2 separate regions of the Sus scrofa genome follow, and region 1 is linked to region 2. Evidence: chromatin contacts called from public HiChIP or PLAC-seq data. All regions are on one chromosome and are shown on one strand. The core of a region is the stretch at or near the end of the contact, and the rest is flanking DNA. Distances in the headings are between cores, read along the strand shown. Region 1 overlaps CEP192 (centrosomal protein of 192 kDa). Region 2 has its middle 36 kb from the start of FAM210A.

The links. HiChIP or PLAC-seq counts read pairs in DNA pulled down with a chosen protein or histone mark.
Region 1: a contact with region 2 is called in an H3K27ac HiChIP or PLAC-seq map of skeletal muscle. The contact joins two enhancer-like sites. A contact is called at or near these places in 1 of 47 Hi-C or Micro-C datasets (embryonic fibroblasts) and 1 of 2 datasets of contacts at active chromatin or transcription factors (skeletal muscle).

Annotation. Positions count from the first base shown.
Region 1 is chr6:96,710,134-96,714,190 of Sscrofa11.1, forward strand. The region is part of intron 8 of CEP192 (centrosomal protein of 192 kDa); the gene reads right to left. Among named protein-coding and RNA genes, the nearest start is that of CEP192, 22 kb to the right of the region's middle. Within about 2 kb of position 1,353, at least 3 of the 83 cell types and tissues checked have an H3K27ac peak or open chromatin away from gene starts, as enhancers often do. A contact at or near this core is called in skeletal muscle, where this site is marked.
Region 2 is chr6:96,396,785-96,401,124 of Sscrofa11.1, forward strand. No RefSeq gene overlaps it. Among named protein-coding and RNA genes, the nearest start is that of FAM210A, 36 kb to the left of the region's middle. Within about 2 kb of position 1,452, at least 5 of the 83 cell types and tissues checked have an H3K27ac peak or open chromatin away from gene starts, as enhancers often do. A contact at or near this core is called in skeletal muscle, where this site is marked.

The DNA.
Region 1 (4,057 bases), core at 103-2,602, 310 kb after region 2:
CTGAAATATTACTAGTCCCACAGTTTTAATCATTTTATCAGTCATTGTCAAGTATATTCTGATTTCAGATTTTAAAATATCATTTTAGGGGAGTTCCTGTGATGGCTCAGCAGAAACAAATCTGACTAGGAACCATGAGGTTGTGGGTTCCATCCCTGGCCTTGTTCCGTGGCTTAAGGATCTGGCGTTGCCATGAGCTGTGGTACAGGTCATAGATGTGGCTCGGATCTGGCGTTGTGGTGGCTGTGGTGTAAGCCAGCAGCTATAGCTTCTATTGGACCCCTAGCCTGGGAACCTCCATATGCTGTGAATGAGGCCCTAAAAAGCAAAAAAATAAAATACCATTTTAGAATACAATCTAATGTATATTAGATTGAAAGCGGACATTTTTCAGTTCTAGATGTTAGTCTACATATAACTTTCTCCTTTCTAAATAAATGCCATGATTAGCCCTTAATTTGTTTGGATTTTTTGTTTGTTTTAGCAACGTGATATTTTAAGAAGATAAAAGCATTACCAACCATCAAATAGGATACATTCTATTTTTATAAGGCAACAGATTCATATCTTTAAAAATATATTTTATTAAAGAATCTACTTGGACAATAATTACAAAAGTTTTAAACAGTAATTCCAAGCAGTAAAAGAGGCAGTCTCCTTTAAAACAAAAAAAAAAAAAAAAGACCAAACAGTCCATATTAAGTTTTGCTGCTTTATACACAGGAATGATTTATTTTACAAACTAGTCATTTGCAACATTAGCCTGTAAAATTAAGAACATTTCTTAATATGTCTCAAAGGCAAAGTGAACTTTATAATGATCTTTGTAATGATATGCTTTCACATTAACCAGTATGACAAATCACAAGAAACTTAATACCGTGACAGTTCAAAATAAAATGTACAGAACAGGCATTCTGAAGCCAGCTACTGTGGCCGTCATGTGTACACCTCTCGTATTTCACCAAAGGTTCTGAAGTCAGCTACTGTGTGTTAACTCTCAGAGTCACTGTTGTGTGTACACATCTCATATTTCATCAAAGGTTATCAACCAACGAGGCAACTATTCCTTTGATGTGGAAGCACAAACACATTTAGGTTCCAAACACCATGTTCTGGTTGTAGTACATGCAAGACAGACCCTAAATTAGAAAAATCTTCTGAAAGAAAATGAAGAAAAACAAAAAGCCAAGAATGAAAGCATTTACAAGCACTTGAATAAGGCCTTTAAGTGTTAAATCAGTGTTTTAAACCCCTTCATTCTCAGGCAAGGGATTAAGAGGCCGAGAGAGAGATGGTCTGCGAGGGTGAGGATACTGGAGGCTGGCAGTGTCAGCAGCGCAAGAGTGCTCTACCAGAGGAGGAGGAGGAGGGAGCTGGGCATAGCTGGGCCGGCTCCATGCAGCCCGTGGGGAGTCCAGAGGGGGAAAGAAACACCTGAAACAGCGAAGACAGGAACAAAACACCAAAACAACAGAGAGAGAAAAAAAGAAAAAACAGAAGAAAAAGAGAAAAGGAGTAAATACAAAGAGAACCAAAGAGGAAAAAACACATGCTAGAAAAAAAAGCTTTAGTATATTCATGCCAAAACTAACAGAACATAACAGCAAAATCAAGACCCTTACTCAAATCAGGCTTGTTTAAGCAAGTATAGAAACTTGAAAAAAGAAATACAATCTGTTAAACTAAAAATGCTAAAAAAAAAAAAAAAAGAAAAAAAAGAAATTCTCAGTATGAATGTTACAAAAAGACGTTAATTTTATAATTTAAAACATTTCTTAATCTCTCAGAGACGCATTTGACCCTGCACTGTAATTTACAAATCAAGTAAGCTTTCTCTTTCAGCACCGCTTCATCTGTAGCAGCAGTAGCAGCAGCAGCACGTTTTTTAGTCAATACATGATACCCAGAAGCAATTCAGAGAGACGATCACAGAGTATAGCCAGCTATTGCAACGTGCTTTTGAAGAAACATGATCTTTGAACATACTTAACTGTTTTTCTTCAGAAATCTTAGGATAGTACAAAATTTTGATAAGTAAAAGGGCTCAAAAAATATGTCCTCTTAGTCTTCCGCCATTTTATGACTTACCCGTAATACTTAAGCAATTTTGCAAAAAAAGATTTCTAGCTTTGTCATCAGGAGACATGAACTAAATGAAGCAGCCAACAAAATCAAGAAGATCCTGGGGCATGGAATGTGGAGGTTACTGTCCATGCAGTTTTAGCTAAATTTTAACTGCTTCTTAAATAATGTGTCCAAATTCGACTTGAAGGAAAACTTAAGCCCCGGAATCACACCATAAAAATGTACAAGCACATATTAGAAATATCTTTAGTGAGTATGAATCAAGAACTTACAAAGGTGTTTTCATTTTACCACCAGATTATAAATGAAGCAATACCAAATGTTTAATTTGGCTACAAACTATACAGTCAAGTTACTTTCATTTCACTACACCTCTTAGTCTCACTAATATTTTTTAAATATTACAAAGAAATAACAGCTGTACTGATTATCATGTATAAACCAATTCTACAAAAGGTAAACAAATTAGCACTCAAAACAATCTTTATGAAAAATATTTATTCAGTCTTCAAATTAAAATTATAAAAATTCATTTTAGCTTACTGTTTTAGAAAATAAAAGTCATACACCTATAGATAATAATATTCTCCAAATGGAATAAAGTGATATTTTTCCCTCCTCCCAACAACTGAGGATGGTAACAATCCTTTAATTTTAAAACCCATGTTAGTTTCAGAAACATTTCAAAAAATTGTTTTGGTGACAATGTCTCAACAAAAAGCCTCTCCGTTTATATTTCAAAAGTTTCAAATAGTGTCAATAAACTGGCTAGTACAAAAAAAATGATATACACTGTATTTTTAAAGGCCTTTTGGATTGCGTTTAGTAGTAAGCAGGCTGCTGGTGTATCTTGGGAGAGGTCAAACGGCGCTGGGGAAGGGGAAAAGGAGCTCGCTTTCCATTCCTGTGTGCATGCAACAAGCAGCAAAACAGCAAAGTTACTCCAGTTAGCTGGTACTCAGCTGTGCTTTCTGTTAAAGGACATAATACAAATGGAGAAGGGAAAATGCATCACAGATCTAACGCACACGGTTATTGGCACAATAAGAACACAGATCAAGAGGTCAAAGCTCTTTACAAAAGAAAATATGCAGTACAGGCAGCACCCAAAACCCAGATTTTTAAAACACAATCAACACTAGTATCTTCTGCTTCGTGAAATAACCTTTATAATCTGCTATCTTCTACAGTAACCTGAAATGGTTTTCATGCAAATACTTATTAAAAAGTAGGACTTCTTTATAAAAATATAACAATATAAAACGAGTTGAGGACATTTTAAATACAATTCTCTTATGTACTTTATCACAACAGGACAACCACAGGACAGCTTGTTATAGCTGTGCTTTGATGTTTCCTGGACAGTATCCCCAATTACTCACAAAGTCAGAGTAAAATAACTTTACCTTACAAATTCACATTTGAAACTTGAATATGAAAACAAAAGGATGACTCTTTAGATGACATCGTTCTTTACTGAGAATCTAAAATACACTGAAAATTCTAAAAATCAAGAACTCAAAATTTTACCATTTCCTCTTATAATCTCCATGAAAGTTTGTCTTTTGTCTTTTTGTCTTTTTTGTTGTTGTTGTTGCTATTTCTTGGGCCGCTCCCGCGGCATATGGAGGTTCCCAGGCTAGGGGTTGAATCGGAGCTGTAGCCACCGGCCTATGCCAGAGGCACAGCAACGCAGGATCCGAGCCGCGTCTGCAACCTACACCACAGCTCACGGCAACGCCGGATCGTTAACCCACTGAGCAAGGGCAGGGATCGAACCCGCAACCTCATGGTTCCTAGTCGGATTCGTTAACCACTGTGCCATGACGGGAACTCCTCTCCATGAAAGTTTGAAACGCACATACCAAAAAAAAAATTTTAACTCACTCTTCTACAAAGCCTTGATTGGTGTTTTTTACTTAAAATTTCATTTTCACCTGACTCAAAGACTACCCTACCAGCACTAGCA
Region 2 (4,340 bases), core at 202-2,701:
TGGACATGTGGTGACTTGGTGGTTAGTGCTTTACTTCCCTAAGAATGGTGGCTACTTGTGTTCTCTCTGAGCATGCGCCCCTGAAAGGTGGGACTGTGAGGTCCTCAGACACCAACCGCCGTGTCCTCCCCTTGCATCCCCTCCCCTCAAGCTTGGTCTGGAGATGGTGGCACAGGGTGGGATTGCCATGGTGCTCTGCCGTCATTTTCTTTTTATTCTCCTGCTAGAGATGATGGAAGAACTATCAAACACTTGTCTACAAAATCTAGTCAATTTTTGTTGAGAAATCCAGGCCATTTAGTAATAACTGCATTATTTTGGAAGCATTTTAGATAAGAGTTTTCAGAGTCATAAACCCGAGGCTTACAGAGAACTTATATAGAATTTTGTCTCTAGTGGGTCACTTTAGAATATTTCAGCTGAGGAAGGGCGAGCAGGAGAGCTGAACCTGACATTTGGATCCCAGCTGCTGGTTTAGCACTTTTCCAGTCATGCCAGGAACTAAGGTGAAGTCCTTGCTTTGGACCTTTATGATCACAGAAAAGGGGCATTCTTTCCTGCCTGTGCTTCTGCTTCCTTCGTCCCACAGCCTGACAGCTGGGGAACGTTTGCTGAAGCCCTGTCACTGTCCAGCTTGACTTGGCAGCACAGGGTTATTAGCTATTTTCAGACACCCACATCCATACTTGAGAGCAGGTATCCAAACTGGTGATTAGACCTAGTTTTTAGGCATCAAAACATGTTTAATATTTCATTGTCCAAGAGGATTTGATCTCAGGAAATACCCCATTCCTCCTTGGTTAAAAAATAGTGTGTTTGCTTTTCCTACTGCTTTTCTGTTGAGGGGCTCAGCAGTGGCCTCAGCATCTGAGCCTGTATTTGTGACACTCGAGCAGCTCCGATTGGAATTTTCCACTTTGGGACAATCACCAGAATGTCGAGGCATCAGAAGCTGGCATTGGTGGCAACTTTTAGCACCAAGTGCACAGTGTGCCCCTGATTAAGAACCATTAGGCTGCGTCCCCAGGAGCGGAGGTTGACGTAACAGGAGATTGACAGTGAGGCAAGCCCACTTGCTCCTGGGCAGATCGGGTTAGTAAGAGGGTTCACATGTGGCATGGGGGCCAGGACAGTCTCAGATTAGGAACAGCTCCCCTGCCCCTCACAGAAAGGAAGCCAGAGGAGGACAAAATGGGGGCCAAGGCGGGAAATTATTTTAACTATTATCCCTTAGGATTGTCACAGTTTATTACTAAGACTGTAAGAATACCCCCCCAACACACAGAACATTTAACTACAAAGACTATACACACTTAGAGTAATGAGAAACAAAGCAGATATATTTTACATAACCTGTGGGGAGGAGGTCCTGGGCCCGGGGCCACCGTCTCCATTGTGGCAGGGCTGCCCCAGCTCCTGAGGCCAGAACTGCTGCAGCGGGAAGAGTGGCAGCCGCACCTGTCACCACTGAGGGCGTAGAGCCAGTGTCATGGCAGTGCTTGCTCCCAGCCCACAGGGACTGGGCTTGTTTAGCAAGGAAGGCTGCAATAGTAGCTCCCTGTGCTGGGGCTGTGCGTGGCAGGACACCCTCCAGCCTTCCCGCCAGTGCCCTGTTGTCCACGTGACATGTAGCAATGGAGCTGATACTTGAGCCCCCCAGTCTGTAAGCTCCAAAGCCTGTGCCGCCCTTGACCAGTAAGCAGGAAATCTCACAGAAGTGGGACCTCAGGCTCCCACACAAAAGCTGGGGCTGGACCCAGCCTGGCTTGGGGCCCGAGAGCAGGCCAAGGGGTGGGTGTCTGGCCTACCATTTGCGAGATCAGAGTCTGCACTGTGGTGTAAAGCTGCTTACTCCAGATCCTTACAGCACTACCAGGGTACACACGAAATTCGACTGGCCTCCCAACACATTACATCACAGAGGAGCAGCTGTACACAGGTGTGCATAAATACATATACTGCTTCCTGGTAGGGCCTTTGAAAGTCTATTTCAGTTACCACTGTGTTCAAATGACTGGAACTGTAGCTTTTGCTCTTCCGATTTTCAAAAGTTTGTGTATGGGAGCTCCCCTTGTGGCATGGGGGGTTACGAACACGACTAGTATCCATGTGGATTCGGGTTCAGTCCCTGGCCTTAGATTCTGTCCTTGCCGTGAGCTGTGGTGTAGGCCATCAGCTGCAGCTCTGATTCAACCCCTAGCCTAGAAACTTCCATATGCCACATGTGTGGCCCTAAAAAGCAAAAAAGAAAAGTGAGCCTATAAAAATGAATGAGGTTTGCATTAGGGCAAAAGCCCAAAGTCTGGACAGAAACATGACATCAAAACAATGAACTTTCCAAATGTAAAGTTTGGGGGGTTTTTTTTGTTTGTGTGTTTGTTTGTTTTTACTATTGGGCTCTTCTAAAACATGCATTTTAATTAGAATCCATTCAAAGCAAAACATCGAAACTGTAATGATGGAGTTCCTGTCATGGCTCAGTGGTTAACGTATCTGACTAGGAACCATAAGGTTGTGGGTTCGATCCCTGGCCTTGCTCAGTGGGTTAAGGATCCGGCATTGCCATGAGCTGTGGTGTAGGTTGCAGACGCAGCTCAGATCCCGAGTTGCTATGGCTCTGGCGTAGGCCGGGGGCTACAGCTCCGATTCGACCCCTAGCCTGGGAGTTTCCATATGCTGCGGAAGCGGCCCTAGAAAAGGCAAAAAGACAAAAACAAAAAACAAAAAACAGTGTAATGACAGAAATCTGATTATGATGTTTTAAGTAACAGGCTGATTATAAATTCAGGTGTTGTATAGAGAGTCAAAGTGTTTATTCCAAGGCCACTATGAGTGGATCTCTGAAAGGTTCTGGAGGTTTCTTTTACGCACACCTTGTTTTTCTACATGTCCCTTTGATGGCTTGAAGAGGGCTGCCTGAGCGCTTCCTTGTCCATCTGCTTAGCAGTTGGTAGCTCTGCTCTTTCACAGACAAGCCAGAAAACAGAAGTCAGTCCAAAAAAGAGTGGCAGGGTCTGGGGTCCAGGGAGGCCCCAAAGTGCAGTGGGAGCTCCTCAAATACCAGGCTGTGGAGAGGGCTCTGGGGCTGTTCTGTCCTATGCAGAGTGTGGCCTGTGTGGAGGATGTGGGTCTGGACACCTCCCTGGCTGGCAGTGCCTGGGCTCTCGAGGCTCATGCCAGGCTCCTTGATCCCCGTCACTTCAGCTCCAGCCTGATGGACAGCTCCCTGGGTCATCAGCAGCCTCCGGAGACTGCCCAGCACACACAGCCAGGGCACAGGACGGGGTCCCACAGGCCTCATCAATGGAGACATCCCACCTCCTGTCATCTCTCAGTGCCATGCTGAGCCCCGCTGCCCAGGGTGGATACCAGTGGGACCACTGACCGTCTCCTGCTGCCTCCTCCAGGACAGCTCCAGGTAACCTCCCTGCACCCAGACCTTCAACCTCATGTGGACTCCTCAGTGTTTACTGAGCCCAGTCAGGGAGGAATCTCCCCTCCTGTGTGGAACTTTCTCTGTGAGGAAGGCTTATACCCATCTTACCTTCACTGCGGGATGGAAGTTTGGGGAATATTCTGTCATACTTCTCAAATATCTGCTGAATAAGAGATTATAGAATTTATCCCAGAGCATAGTGTGATTTATCAGTGACTATTTGCTGCTTTAAGGGAGAGAAATCCTTTTTTTTATAGCCATTTTCTTCTTCATAGCTTACTAATCCCCTTTCCGAAACAATCTTTAAAAAAATCAAATAAGTGTTATAACTCATAGAGTTAAAACTCATGAGAGTTTTGGGTCCATACAGTTATTTAAATGAACTTTAAGGTTTTACTTTAAGGTTCCTTACATATAGAAATTCAAAAGTAGGAGTTCTGTTGTCGTGCATTGGAAACGAATCTGACTAGGAACCACGAGGTTGTGGGTTTGATCCCTGGCCTCGCTCAGTGGGTTAATGATCTGGTGTAGCCGTGAGCTGTGGTGTGGGTTGCAGGCGCAGCTCGGATCTGGCGTTCCTGTGGCTGTGGCATAGGCCGGTAGCTGTAGCCCCAACTGGACCCCTAGCCTGGGAACCTCCATATGCCATGGGCTGCCCTAAGGAGGCGGGGGGGAAATAGAAGTAGAAGTCCCTGTTGTGGCTCAGCAGGTTAAGAATCTGACTGGTATCCATGAGGATGGGGGTTCAATCCCTGAACTTGCTGAGTGGGTTAAGGATCCAGTGTTGCCACAAGCTGCGGCACAGTTTACAGATGCAGCTCTGATTCAACCCCTTAGCCTGGGAACTTCCATGTGCTGCAGGTGCAGCCCTGGAAAAAAAAAAAAAGGAATTTACTTCCTGTAA